Linked DNA regions of Oryctolagus cuniculus: region 1 is linked to region 2. The links are chromatin contacts, called in public Micro-C maps. All regions are on one chromosome and are shown on one strand. Each heading gives the region's core, a stretch centred on a gene start, on an enhancer-like site or on the middle of the called end of the contact. The rest is flanking DNA. Distances are from core to core; before and after follow the strand shown. Region 1 holds the start of LOC100347948 (zinc finger protein 84). Region 2 has its middle 15 kb from the start of CSF2RA.

The links. A called contact is a pair of places that touch in the nucleus more often than the background predicts.
Region 1: a contact with region 2 is called in a Micro-C map of ear pinna, with 12 times the contacts expected there. The contact joins the promoter of LOC100347948 here to the enhancer-like site in region 2. A contact is called at or near these places in 2 of 6 Hi-C or Micro-C datasets (ear pinna and an unstated tissue).

What each region holds. Positions count from the first base shown.
Region 1 is chr20:3,698,781-3,705,567 of mOryCun1.1, forward strand. LOC100347948 (zinc finger protein 84) reads left to right here and starts at 4,870. Exons shown (of 7, transcript XM_070065655.1): 1 at 4,870-5,135; 2 at 5,985-6,163. The coding sequence starts at 4,885.
Region 2 is chr20:3,363,635-3,370,780 of mOryCun1.1, forward strand. No RefSeq gene overlaps it. Among named protein-coding and RNA genes, the nearest start is that of CSF2RA, 15 kb to the right of the region's middle. Within about 2 kb of position 3,152, at least 6 of the 8 cell types and tissues checked have an H3K27ac peak or open chromatin away from gene starts, as enhancers often do. A contact at or near this core is called in ear pinna, where this site is marked.

The sequences.
Region 1 (6,787 bases), core at 3,620-6,119, 340 kb after region 2:
AGTACACCCATACAGTGAGAATAGATTCATGAATTTTCATTTAGATGACACCTCAAGATTCTGTTCATTCTACAAGTCATTATCATCTGCCTTCTGATGTGGGTCTGGGGAAGGTTTGGTGACAGGAGAGGTTTATGCTAAGAAGACAATGCTAGAAAGAGCCTTCCTACAAAAGGGGAAACCTCAGGGTTAAAAAGATTCTGGCCTCAAATGTGGGGAGCTTCCACAGTCCCTCCAGTCAAAGCCAGAGATGAGTTTCTCTTTCTTGGTTATGCTTCTCTGCAAAGACATGGGCACTAGGATAGAAGCTCGGAGATCTCAGCCTTGTCCTGATTAGTGATGAGTTTGGCAGCCTCCCAGTCAGTCAGAATCCATGTTCGGGCCCCAGCTTCAGTTACCAAGCCTCTGTCTGCCATCTGCCTATTTTCATTTCAGACAATGGCATCATTTCTGGGCTCTGCTACCTCTGGGATCTGACTTTAACCCAGTGGTTGGTTCCTGTCTGACATGGGCATGACATCCACAAATGATGTAGGTGATTCTATTGTGCACCTACAGCTTTTGGTACATTGTGTTGTAATTGTCTACATCCTTGTCATTTGTCCCCTGGAACTGAAAGTGCCTTTAAGGCAAGCATTATATTCATATCATTCGTGTTGCATCAGTTATACCCAGGAGAGTACCAGGCATAATGCAGACAAGTCATCCCTGTCTCCCTCATTCCCACAGTGCCAGGAGCTCATGGCCTTCTCTTCCTCCTCCACCCCTCCCTCTACATAGCTACCATCACCATGAGACCCATCAAACTCCATGTTCCTCTACCCCTCTGACCCCATATGCTCTCCAGTTCCAGTGGCTCCAAACAGAATGAAATACCGAGTGCATGAGGTTTAGTTGTACTCATGAAGCCAAGAATTGTGGATGTTGGCCTTGAATACTCTGATTATTGTGCTCACTTCTTGTGGTCCCATGACAACTGAGAGTGTGGCAGGTATTAAGAAGATACCTGCCTGCATATTATATTCACTTAGGGGCCAGAGAGCTATGCAACACTGTTGCTGGACCCTATCCAGTTATTTGTTTTTCCAATGTATTACTTTCTTGTCCTCTTAGCGCCCATTCACTCCCACCAGAGTAGACAAGAGAGTGAGTTTATTTAAGAGCCATTATGCTGAGCCAGTGGCAGGACACCTCTTTGGGACTCTATAATGTGTATTCTGGCTGTTCTGGGAAGAAATTTTTTTTTTTTTTACTTCTTTCCTGCTTCATTGGGATTTGTGTACCTAAGGTTGGTAGACACAAGAACTGTGGATTAGTGAGGTATTCCAAATTCAGCTTTGATTTATATAATTTTGTGGGTTTTAGAATTTAACTTTTTTAATTTAGATTGTTCTTACAGACACTGAATATATATTCTAGTTTCTAAGTAACTACATCATAACGAGGACCACTTTATATGGTAGTAGTTAAAAATATTTGGCTTGATGATTGCCATAGGGCTTATAGATAGCATCTGCCCATGAGATTGTGTCCTGGATTTGGGAGGATTTTATAAGTTGATTGGTGGTAGCCCTTTATTACTGATGAAAATTAATGTACTGAGAACATCTTGTCCTCTAAATAATAAAAACCAAATTAAGATTTATACATGAGTTCCCTTCTGACTTCATCTGCCATGGGAAAGCATTGAAATCCTATTGTTTCTGCCTTTTTGATCTCACCATACCTTGGTTCATGTATTACTAAATTAAATTAAACAAACTTTTTAATTGACTTCCCTGCTTTTTATTTTCCTTACCTTTGTGTCCAAAGCCTTTTGTAGTTCAGCCCACTTTTCCCTGCCTATATCTAGATGCTCCATATTTCTTACTCCCAATTTCTAGGGAAATCAAATAGCTGGTAGTTTTTTTTTTAAGATGTATTTATTTATTTGAAAGGCAGTTTCAGAGAGGCAAAGGCAGAGACACACAGAGAGAGAGAGAGAGAGAGAGGTCTTCCATCCACTGGTTCATTTCCCAGGTGGCCACAATGGCCAGAGCTGTGCTGATCCAAAGACAGGAACCAGGAGCTTCAACCAGGACTCCCACGTGGGTGCAGGGGCCTAAGCACTTGGGCCATCTTCCACTGCTTTTCCAGGTCATAGCAGAGAGCTGGATCAGAAGTGGAGCAGCTGGGACTGGAACCAGCAACCATGTGGGATGCCAGCACTTCAGGCATCGGGCTTTTATTCACTATGTCACAGCACAGGCCCCTGCTCGTAATTCTTTCAACATACCACACACAAGAATGATCAATAGATGCTTACTAAATAAATGAATGGAATCTCTTACATAGATAGGGTTAACATTTAACCTGCTTGGCTCTGGATAGTCCCTGTTTATATACTTCAAACTTGTGTAGTTATTAATATGCCCCTTTTATTATCAAATTTGTCTCAAAACAACAAATTGTGGCAGTCATCAAATAGATTTCTCCAAAATTGTGTTTATTTTTTATACCCTCATTTATTCATTCAAGTAAGAGACTGATTCTGTCTTGATGGTGAGTTTTAATGTCAAAGCAAACATGATTCTTGCTTTCATGAAGTTTTCAGTCTGGTAAGAAAGAGCAATCTACCCAAAGAGCATTGCCTGACATAGTAAATACTAGCGTGAAATGAATGGATAGATTTAAGCCTTCCTTATCCAGCAACTCTAATCTCATGAATTATAACTGACAGAAGTAATTATAAGCATAGAACTCCTTGTCATCCAGCTATCCATTTGTGTTTCTATTTAAAAACTTAAAAAAATCAAGTACACACATATACCTAAGTATGCATGATATTTATATGCTATCTTGATGTTAAACATAGGAAAAAATGACCATGGAGTAGTAGCTGCTTTGAATCTTCTTCCATTTTTAGACAAACTATAATCCTATGCGGGGCTCTACAGCATAGATTATCATTGTAGATATTCTTCTCTCTCACTTTTTGTTTTCCAGATGATAAATTGAAGGTTTTAGAAACTGAGCCCCAAGACGAAAGAAAGATTTCTAAAACCAGCATTTCATTTTGGTTGGCCTTTAATCTAGAGTTTTAACCATATTGTCATGGACAAATTCAATTCTAAACTCTTTCCACCCAAGTTTTCTATTCATAAATTGATAATACTATCTCCAGAACTAATCTAAGGTATAAATGATACGATGTAAGGCATTTACTTTCTTAACCTGGCTCCTACAAGCTACTTGGCGATGTTAGTTCTGTATCCAGTTCCCCTGTTTTCTGTACTTGGTGTATTAGAGGATGGCGTAAAATGATTTTAAAAGAACAGCAAACATCAATAACACACAAATAAAAATTGTATTCTCAAATCTGGATGCTAAACTATGCTGTCTACACCTCTGCTAAAAGTTACATTGAATTCATAGTCATTTATTATTTGAGAAGCTTTCCAGTAACAAAGCAGCCAGTAAGATTTTTCTGAGAAGACAGTTTATGAGAGAATCGTAATTTTGGGCCCAGTTAGCAGCAGTGGTTTTCACTTTCTATGATTTTGGTTCAAGAAAGGAAGAACACCAACAGCTCCTTGAGATTTGGGGGTGGGGAGGAAGAAAAGTAGGGATGCAACCAAAGAAAATGCCCTCTGGTTTCCAGTTTTTTTTTTCTCTAGATCTATTAACAATTTTATTGCTACTTGCTCCCAATACAACAACAGCATCAGTAGTGTACATGTTGATAAAAAGGAATGTGTAGCTTAGTAGAAAAGAAAGCTCAGAGATCAGAAGTATACTGAATATGCACATCTTTATGGGACGTGTATGTGTGTGACAGCTCAGCATTCCCCTGGGATCCGATGAATGCATGTTCATATAAACTAGAGAGAATTTCATTCTGGAGAATTTTTTTAGGGAAAAAAAGAACTTCTATTCAGGGCTAAGGGATTCTTTTACTGTCTGGAATTTGCCTCATTCGTCCAACCTTCTAAATTCTTGCACAAAGTAGCAGCGAATCTTTCGCGGTATAGAGTCAATAGCTTAGACTGGTAGTTTACAATGGTTAGAATGCAAGAGTCTGGGCATGCTGTGCTTTGAAAAGCTAACTGATCTATGTTTTCCTTTGTATAGTACATCTTTGACAGTTCCAGTAAAGACCTTTCAAAAACATCATGTTGATAGCACTTACCTCTTTCACATTCTCAAAAAATAATTTCTAATTCACTATTTCATTAGATAGCTAAGGTCATATTTTCTTTCTTTGAATGGAACAAATCATCCACTTTGTATTAACTGCTTCAAAAATTCATAACCTCAAATTTGTTCAATTTTAGCTCTTTGAGAAGGCTGTGGTACTTTGCTTCAATTTCTCCTCTATTAACAGAAGAAAACATGCATGCCTATGCCTCTCTAGTTTACCAAAATATATCTTTGATATTGGTGTAAATATTTAGTACATAAAAATACTATTGAGAAAAAAATCAACTTTTAATAAGTAGCTTAGGTTCTGAGTTCTATATACAAATACTTTACACTTACTCCCTGTTGAGAGCATTTCTGGTTTCACCGTGAGCAAGATAATCACTGACATAAATTACTAGCACATGATTGCAGTCAGATGCATTGTGGTTGTGAACATTTGGATATGAACCATGCAGAAAATAAATATCTCAATCCTTGACAAATGCTTTTTTGAACCTGCTTCCAAAACACTACTGTATTTGAGTGTCAATTCTAGTTCAATGATTTTTTTCTCAGCTACCAACATATAAATTATTTCCAACGCAGTCTGCCTCCACCCAAAAACCCAGCTGGTTTTTCTAGGAACGCCCTGGCCTGGACTCCATTTCCCAGAGGCGCCAGGTACTCTGACGTCTTCCGGCCTCCAATTGCCTGTAGCTGCGCATGCGCAAGCGCATGCGCGTGCTGCTCCAAGCGGCTTTAAGTTGGGAACGGAGGAAGTTCGCTTACTCATCAGTGGGTTCTGAGAGGCCGCAGTGCTGCTTCTCCCACCCTCGCCGCCTGTCTTGCCTCGCAAGTGCAACCCAGGCAATTTTCGAACAACCGCTGCTTCTGTGCGTCTGCGTCTGGCGCCCGTGGGTCCCACGTGCCGCGGACTTTCCCTGTCCCCCGCTCTCCGCTTTGCTCCACGGCAGGTACGGAAACGGGAAGGGGCGCGGATGCGTGAGGGAGAGGGGTGGGTGCGAGGGCGGCTGGCGGCTCCCAGCCGTGGGTCCTTGCCTGTCGGTGACCCTGGCGGCGTCCTCGGGCGCAGTCAGGGCTGGGCCCTGGGTGTCGTGTTTTCCACGGCCGGTCCCGCGTGCTACCTCGCTCAAACGCTCCTCACTGTGCTGTAGTTAGTGGTTACAAGAGCGAGGTCACCATGTGTGGTCACTGCGTAAGCTGCAGGCGGGAGCACAGTGAACCGGTGAGACCGCCTTCTCTATATTTAAATGACCCGCGGGATGCTGTCTGGCCGGGCCTCCTGCAGCATTCCGCGGCGGTTCCGTCCGCGTGGGGCTCGGTGGCGTTCAGCCGGGAGCCCGAGGCGGCAGAGGGGCGGGGAAGGAGGATCAAACTAGGATCTGCCCCCTGCCCGCATCCTGACCCTCGCCGGCCCCGCGGACACCTGGCGTCTGCGTCCCTGTGTGCTCGGCGTTTCCCCAGCGGGAGCAGCGTGCGTGGTGTACAGTGGGTTTGGGGATGGCTCCCTCCTCCGTGATTACTTAGCAGAGTTTTGCAATCCGGAGTATGAGGCCCCGGAAACGTGGCGGATTTATTTTGCTGTTTTTCGATGTCTGCCCACCCACCCTCACCCCTAAGCCCCTGGGACGGTCGGCAGATCTAAGCGTGCAGCGGCCTGGACTCCATTTCCCAGAGGCGCCAGGTGCTGACGTCTTCCGTGCGCCGAATGTCTGCGCGAGCGCATTGGGGGAGGAATGTGCGCATGCGCTTGCTTGGTTCTGTTGCTTGGCGTTGGGAACTGAAGTTCGCGTTCTCCTCAGAGTGGGCTCTGAGAGGCAGGGCTGCTGCTTCTCCCACGCTCGCCGCCTGTCTCGCTCCGCAAGTGCGACCCAGACGGTTTTCAAACAACCGCTGCTCTGTGCGTCTGCGTCTGGCGCCCGTGGGTCCCACGTGCCGCGGACTTTCCCTGTCCCCTGGTCTCCGCTTTGCTCCAAGGCAGGTACGGAAACGGGGAGGGGCGCGGATGCGTGAGGGAGAGGGGTGGGTGCGAGGGCGGCTGGCGGCTCCTAGCCGTGGGTCCTTGCCTGTCGGTGACCCTGGCGGCGTCCTCGGGCGCGGTCAGGACTGGGACCTGGGTGTTGTGTCTCGCACCGCCGCTCCCCGGCAGCCCAGTGCTACCTCGCTCAAACGCTCCTCACTGTGCACCGGAGGGGGGAACTGCAGAAGCAGAGCCGATCGCAGCCCAGCGAAGGAAGGCCGTGAGACTTCGGTTCTCTATATTTAAATAACCCCGCTTCCCACTTTGCAAGGATGGCAGAATGCCATCGGGCTGAGCTTCCTGTTTGTATCCTGAGGGGGTTCTGGTGGGGAGGGGCTCGGTGACCAGCAGTGGGTGTGGTGATAGAGGATCAGACTAGGGTCTGCCCCAGGGTCCCCCATCCTGCTCCTCGTCAACCTGGTGGGGTCCGCAGGGACACATCAGGCAGCTGGGGCCCTGCGTGTTTGGCCTTTTTCTCAGCGGGAGCAGCGTGAAGGGTGCTCAGTAGCTTTGTGGATTGATCCCTCTTTTTTTAACCTGGAGCTTGAAGCCATGGAAACGTAGCTGATGATATATTTTGGTGCT
Region 2 (7,146 bases), core at 1,902-4,401:
CCAGGGTCCCCTCTGCCAATCACAATGCAAGAGGCAGAGCCTGGGTCCACTCTGCCTATCACAGCACAGGAGGCCCCTCCCACTGCCCAGAACTCCCAAAAAGTCCCTGTCCCACCCCCACATACTCTCCTGCCCCATCAGAAGTTCCCAAGGCCCAGCCCACCCAGCCCAACCAGAATGTACAGGGCTTACCTGCACCACATGGCCATGAAGCAGTACAGAATACAGATCCTCTGTGCCAGCTCCCAGCCCAGTGGAACAGGAGTCCTTTCCAGTCTAAGGGGCAGCCGCAGACCTGGGAAACAACCCAGCTGTCACCGAGGCTGCCACTCAGGGTGACTGACGGTGGCAACAAGAAGAACCTGGACAGAAGCAACAGAAAGAACCCAGCCAGAGGGAGGATACAGGCTGTGCCGCTCAGGGTGATGGACAGCAGGGAAAGACCCACCTATAGAGAGGGCACAGGCCATGCCGCTCAGGGTGATGGACAGCAGGGAAAGGAAGGACCTGGACATAGCCAGGGCACCGGAAATGACAGACAGCAGCAACAGGAAGGAAATGGCCACAGAGAAGGCACAAGCCACTCCCCGCCCAGGGCCAGCACCCACCTTGGCCACTGCCAGGTCCCATAGGCCCCACCCCTGGCCTCCAGATCCACAGGCCCTGGCCCTGCCCCCTCTCCCCCTCACCCACCTTGGCCACATTGCCCCTGTGCCCCTGGCAGGCACACTGCAGTGGGAGCCTGGCAAACACCATCTCCAAGGTGCCAATGGCCATGTCCACACTCAAGGCATCCACCAGGTGGCCCCACAGGAAGCAGAAGGCTGGGATCTTGCCTGCAGGGAGTCCCAGGGGTCCCTGTGGCTCTGGTCAGGTCTACACCTGTGGGGGTTGGGCAGAGGTGGCGTCTAAGGACAACGGCCTACCCTGTCACACCTGCTGACCATTGACCGCTGACCACTGACTGCTGACCACCCACAGGACCTACCACTCCAGCCCTGGATCTGTCACACCAGTCCAGGACCTGTCAGTTATTCCAATCCTGGACCTGCCACTAAAGCCTGGGACCTGTCACTCCAGCCTGTGATGTGTCACTCACTCCAGCCCAGGACCTGTCACTCCAGCTCAGCACTTGCCATTCTAATCTAGGAGCTGTCAGTCACTGAATCCTGGGACCTGTCACTGCAGCCATTTCAGCCCAGGACTTGTCACACCAGCCTGGGACCTACCACTCCACCAGAGATATGTCACTCCCACAGCAGTGCCAGAGACCCTAGCCCCAGACCAAGCCCCTCCCCTACTGAGCCAGTGAGGGTGGGGTATAGATCTGCCCCCTTCTGTGGGGATCCTGACTCAGGACTGCAGTGTAGGCATGCCCCCTACTGTGCTAACCCGGTCCTTGGCTGTTCCTGAGCTTCCAGGGCTGTCAGTGGGTGTGGCCTCCATATGCACAGGAAGTAGGTTTGATGGACAGCTGCCCCTGGCCCCACAGTGTCCACCCAGGAACCTGCCCAACCTGGCACAGACCCTCTGCCCCACCACCCCATATCAGACATTATTGCTTAATAATTGACAGCGGTCCATCTTGCCTTTACCAGGGTCAGAGCCAAAGCCTGGCTCCAAGGAGCACATCAGGTTGGCCCCGAAGAGACCCAGCAGTGCACACTTCCACACACACACACACACACACACACCCTCCTCTTCATCATCATCCTCATGCCACTCACTGTGACGGCCAGCAGGGAGAGGGAGGACCTGCCCACAGCAAGGGCACAGGGTGTGCCACTCCGTTTAACTGCCAGCAGGGACAGGAAGGATCTACCCACAGATTGTGGAATAAACTCAACCCCCAGGAAGATTGACTGACAGTCCGGGTCAGCCGGTGACTGACAGTTGCAGGTGCAACCCAGCCTAGCCCTCAGCCTCTCGGCTGCACAGAGCAGCTGACCCCAACTCCAGCTGACCATGGCTGGGCCCAGGAACTCCGACCCCTGCGGGCCCCTGGAAAATCCCAGAAACCCAGGTGGGGCAGATATGGGGCTGGAAATAGCAGGTGAGCCCCAGCTCCACGACAGCTCTGTATCTCTGCTCCTTCCCAGGAGCCTATGCTCCGTGAAAAGTCAGGGTCTCTGGTTCTTCTCCCTGAGTCCCTCCCCCGTGAATAACAGCTCAGTCTCTGCCCCCTTCTCATCAGCCCCTGCTCCAAGCATGACAGCTCAGAATCTCTGCTCTCTTCCCATGATGCCTTGCTACGTGAGTGACAGGTCAGCATCTAGGCTCCCCTCCCATGATTCTCTGCTCTCCCTAACAGCTCAGCGTCTCTGCTTCCTTCCCATGAGCCCTTGCTTTGAGTGACATCTGTACATCACTGGGCACTTCACAGTCAAAAAAAAACAAAAACAAAAACAAAAAAAAAACACTTCTTATGAAGGTGCCTCTTTGAAGGAATTAAAAAACCTCCAGGGACCCGCAACTTCCAGTGAAATCTCCTCTTTCCGGTGCTGAAGCTTCAGGCACAGGTGCGCAGCCGCTGTCAATCACACAGTCGTCCCTGCTGCAGGACCGCCCCCAACAACACTCCAAGAAATAAAACACATGGCTGGGCTCTGGCCCTTCTAACCTCCTCCTCCCATCCCACTCCCCCTAACCAACCCAAGACCACCAGCCATACCAAAACTGGCCACGCCAATTACCAAGGCCACGTCTTCCCCGCAAATCGCTCGGTTGTAAAGCCCCCTCCTCACCTCCGCCCTGCATCTCCCGCCTCTGGGCCCCGCGGGTCAGTGGGCGCCACGGCCGGGGAATCCGCCCCGGGGTTGGGCGGCAGCATGGGCGTCCGGAGGTCCGGGTCCGCCCGGGGCGGGTGCTGGCATCCCGGCGTCCGCGGAGACGGCCACGTGGACAGCGACACTAGGGGCCTGGGCCGCGCGCAGGCACTCGTGGAACACGCGCTGCGCGCCGCTCTCAGCAACCGCAGAAAGAGCTCCACCTTCATCCTCAGAACGGGCTGGAGCGCGCGGCGCAGGGGCGTGGCGGCTTCCACCGTTCTCGCCTCACAAAGGACCCAGGGGCCGGGCCGGCCACTTCAAAACGGGCGCTCTGGACGCGGGGCTCCGTCCAACCGGCGGCGTAGCGCGTCATCACGTCCGTGGGCGTGACGTCATCAGGGCCGCGACGGCTATCTCGTAGTTTTCTTTTTCTTTCTGGCCCCCTCCGCCGATACTGGAGGCAAAGGGGAAGGTTCTGGAGCCTAGGCAGCAACCGGAATCCCCGCGATCGTGGCTTCTTGGGGTGCCTGAGGGGTCGCAGCGGAGGTTGCAGCTTGCGCTGTGCGTTCTGACGTGGGTGGTCGGGGCGGGGGAGGCAGTTGTGGCTTTGTGCGTGCGCTGAGAGTGCCAGTTATCGAGGCTCTGAAGGGAAGAAGGGCTGCTCCGCGGCGCTTGCAAGGTGCCGAGATGGAGCCAGAGTCCGGGGTTGAGGGCGAGTGGTAGGGGGAGAAAAGGAGTGAGCATGCCCTATGAGAGGCAAAACGGTTCAGCGGGATTTTAGGGCGAGGGTGGCGCAGCTGCACCGCACCTGGGGTTCTTGTGAAATGATGTGGGGCCCACTAAAGATGTGGCCCAGCAGTGAGTGAGACAAGGAGACCTGCTGCGGAGGCGGGTTCACCAGGGACTGGGCGTGGCATCACCTGTCTGGAACAGATGAGAATTTTTATTTAATTTCATGGAAATACTATACAGAAATTGCAGGTGTGCATGATTAGGGAGCTGCAGTCAGGAGCTCCAGCCAAGTCTCCCACGTGTGCATGAGCCAGGAGCTCCCTCCAGGTATCTCAGGTGGGTGAGAACCATCTGCTGCTGTTTTCTCCCAGGTGTACATGAGCAGGGAGCTGGAGCCAGGAGCTCCATCCGGGTTTCCCATGTGGGTGCAGCAGGTGTACAAAGATGAACCCATGATGGCAGGTGCACCTGCTACTCTAGGTGCAGGTGCTGCTGGCACAAGGTAAGCCACACAGACCCAGTTTGGTCCACGGTGACCTGAGAAAGGAAATCCCCCTGCTCTTGGGGTTCCCCAGACACTGCGTATGGGAGTGCTTGGTCCTAGTATGTGCAGCAGAGCATGAATCGCAGGTGCAAGGGCTCGGCTGGGCGACTGCTGGAGGCAGAAGCATCCTGCGGAGGTAGCTTTTGGTGGCTGGGTGAGTGGAGACTGTGGGGTGAATATGTGATCATTGCATGACCCAAGCATGGTGAGGGTTAGATGCCCCAGCTGTCCACCACCCAGAGCCCCTGTCTTTCACTTGGGAGTGGATCGAAGTACAGGTGATTGATGTCATTATGAATTGACAGATAGGTGATTGATAGGTGGGCGGGTGGGTAGATGGATGGTTAGATGGATGGATGGGTGAGTGATGGATGCTAATGGATAGATGGTGGGTAGATACGTTAATGAGTAGATGGATGGGTGGGTGAATGCATGGAAGGGTGGATGGATAGGTGGATGTGTGGATTGATGGATGGGTGGATGGAAGGGTAGGTGGATAGGGTGGGTGGGTTGGATGGATGGATGGATGGTTATATAGATGGATATGTGGATGGATGGATGGACAGATGGACATGTAGATGAGCAGATGGATGGATCGATAGGCGAATGGTTCAATACTGACTTGCAGCTGAGTGCATACATAAGCATCTAAGTGTCTGTGCTCATGCACATTCTAGGCAGGGCCATCAGGAAATGGTTCAGGGCCTTATGAAGCTGCTGCACCCACGTGGGACACCTGGATGAAGCTCCTGGCTCCTGCCTGCAGCTCCCTGCTCATGCACCCCTGGGAGGCAGCAGCAGAGGATGGCTCAGGGCCTTGTGCACCTGCTGCACCCATGTGGGAGACCTGGATGGAGCTCTTGGCTCCTGGCTTCAGCTCAGATTCTGTACACAGCTCATGTCTTGAGAGCCCAGGTTCTCAAGACATCTCAGATTCTCCACACACCCAGAGTAGGTTGTTTGTGGTGCCAGGAAGGCACCACACAAAACAAAACAAAACAAAAGCAATAAAACCATTTCCACAGTGTTTTTACCAACAGGAAGAAAAAAAAAAAGCAGGATGGAGGCCATAAACCACAAGTGAACATGGGCTGAGGCCTTACCTGTGCCTAGGTGCCCCTTTGCCTGCCCCAGGGTGACTGCTTACCTGTCCCCAGGGGCCCTGAATCCTTCCCAGATCCTAGGAGAAAGATGAACAGGAAGATGGCAGCCAAGGGAGCTGCTGCCTGGCCAGGGGCCCTCTGAAACAAGACTGACATATGAGTGAAAGCCATCAGAGGGGGAATTTGGCTGGTGACAGACAGAGGCCATGCCCTTTATTGAAGAGGCACAGATGGAACAGGATAAAATGGCAGGACAGAAGTAGAGCCAGCCTCAGCATTAAAGAAAAAGACACAAACACACAGCTGTCATCCTGCCAATCACATGGGTGTCAGGACCTGGACATCATAGGGATGTCATCCTATCACATGGTCATGAGGACCTGCAAATGAAACCTCCCTCTACCCATTTTCTTAAGTCTGCATTTCAAATAAATTATTTTTAAATAGAAAAAGGGAAGTAGCTTTCCAGGGGACTCATCGCTACACAGCCTTAGGCCTCTGCATCAAGCTTACTTCCTCATCCAGCCCATGAGTGACATTTCGACACAACGTATTATGGAAATGGCTTTCTAGGGGTGCCAGTGACCAGCTGGCATTGGGAGCAGAACCAGTGATGGTTGTGCTTCTGGGCTGATTATGGATAGGCAGACAGATGATTGACAGATGGATGGACGATGGACAGGTGACAGGAATGTAAGGAGGTAGACAGGTTGATGGGTGGATGATAGATTCATACATAGTGATAGAGATACAAGAAAGAGGTGATCAACATGGAATAGATGGATAGATGATAGGTGAAAGACACCTAAAGATAGAGGGAGTGAAATGATTGACAGAATAATAAGTAGATTAATGTGATTGACTCATAGGTAGATATATAGAAAGACACATGATGGACAGAAAAAGGATAGTTGATGGATTACACAAATAATTAGACAATAGGTAGAAAGATAGGTAGACAGAAGTAGAAGACAATGATAAAGATAGATAAGAGATGGTGGATGGAGATAGATGGAGATAAATGATAGGTGGATGCATAGCACAGGGGAGCTGCACTGAAAGTCAACGGACAGTGGGCCTGGTGACAAGCACCTATGTGGAATATTCTAGAACGTCCCAGGCGCACACCCAAAAGCTGGACTCAAGGTAGGTACAATACAAGATCTCACAAGGACAAATCCCTGTGGGAGATCCAGCACAAACAGCAGGTGAGGCAGCTGTCAGAACTGACACCTGTCCAGATGGATCACTCACAATGAGGGACCTCAGTAGAGCTGCTGGCTGCTGACTGCACCTCCCTGCTCATGCACATCTGGGAGGTAGCAGCAGGGGATAGCTCAGGGCCTTGTGCACCTGCCCCCAGGTCGTGGCATTCACCTGGTCCACGAACTCGGGTTCCCCAGGCGCAGGTGAGCTCCTGCAGTCCACCGAGGGAACCCAGCTGGGGCCCCGACTGGACTTCAAACTCCTGCTTTCAAAGGCCCCTGATGCTGGAACCTCCAGGTGGCCCACAAAAGTAACATGTGCAGCCCTCAGGTAGCAGCAGCTTCCTCCAGGCAAACCCTGCAGCTTTGAATGCAGGTGCTATTTTTGCTTCCCATAAAAGCACAGGTGAGTATGCCTGGTTGCACACCACATACACCATGAGCAACTCTCACCACCTCCAAGCCTAGAGCACCCTTTAAAAAATTATAAACTGAGTTTGCTGCTGCAAGTCCACCTGTCTGCATTGCTTTTATGCAGGTAAACAGGATGACAGATTTACAAGCTGTCCACAGGAGTGACACACAGCAGGTGCCCCTCCCCACACACCTGAGTGACAGCACACATGGGCCATAGCCTAACCTGTTGGTGGAATGCCTCCTGCACCCACATACTGGCATGCCACAAGACCTAGCCAAGGTCCCCCAAGTCTTGCTAACCCCTCAGAGACTAGTACATGATGGACAGGTCTGTCCCTCAGCCCACTTCTATCCCTTCATTCCTTCACTCACACACC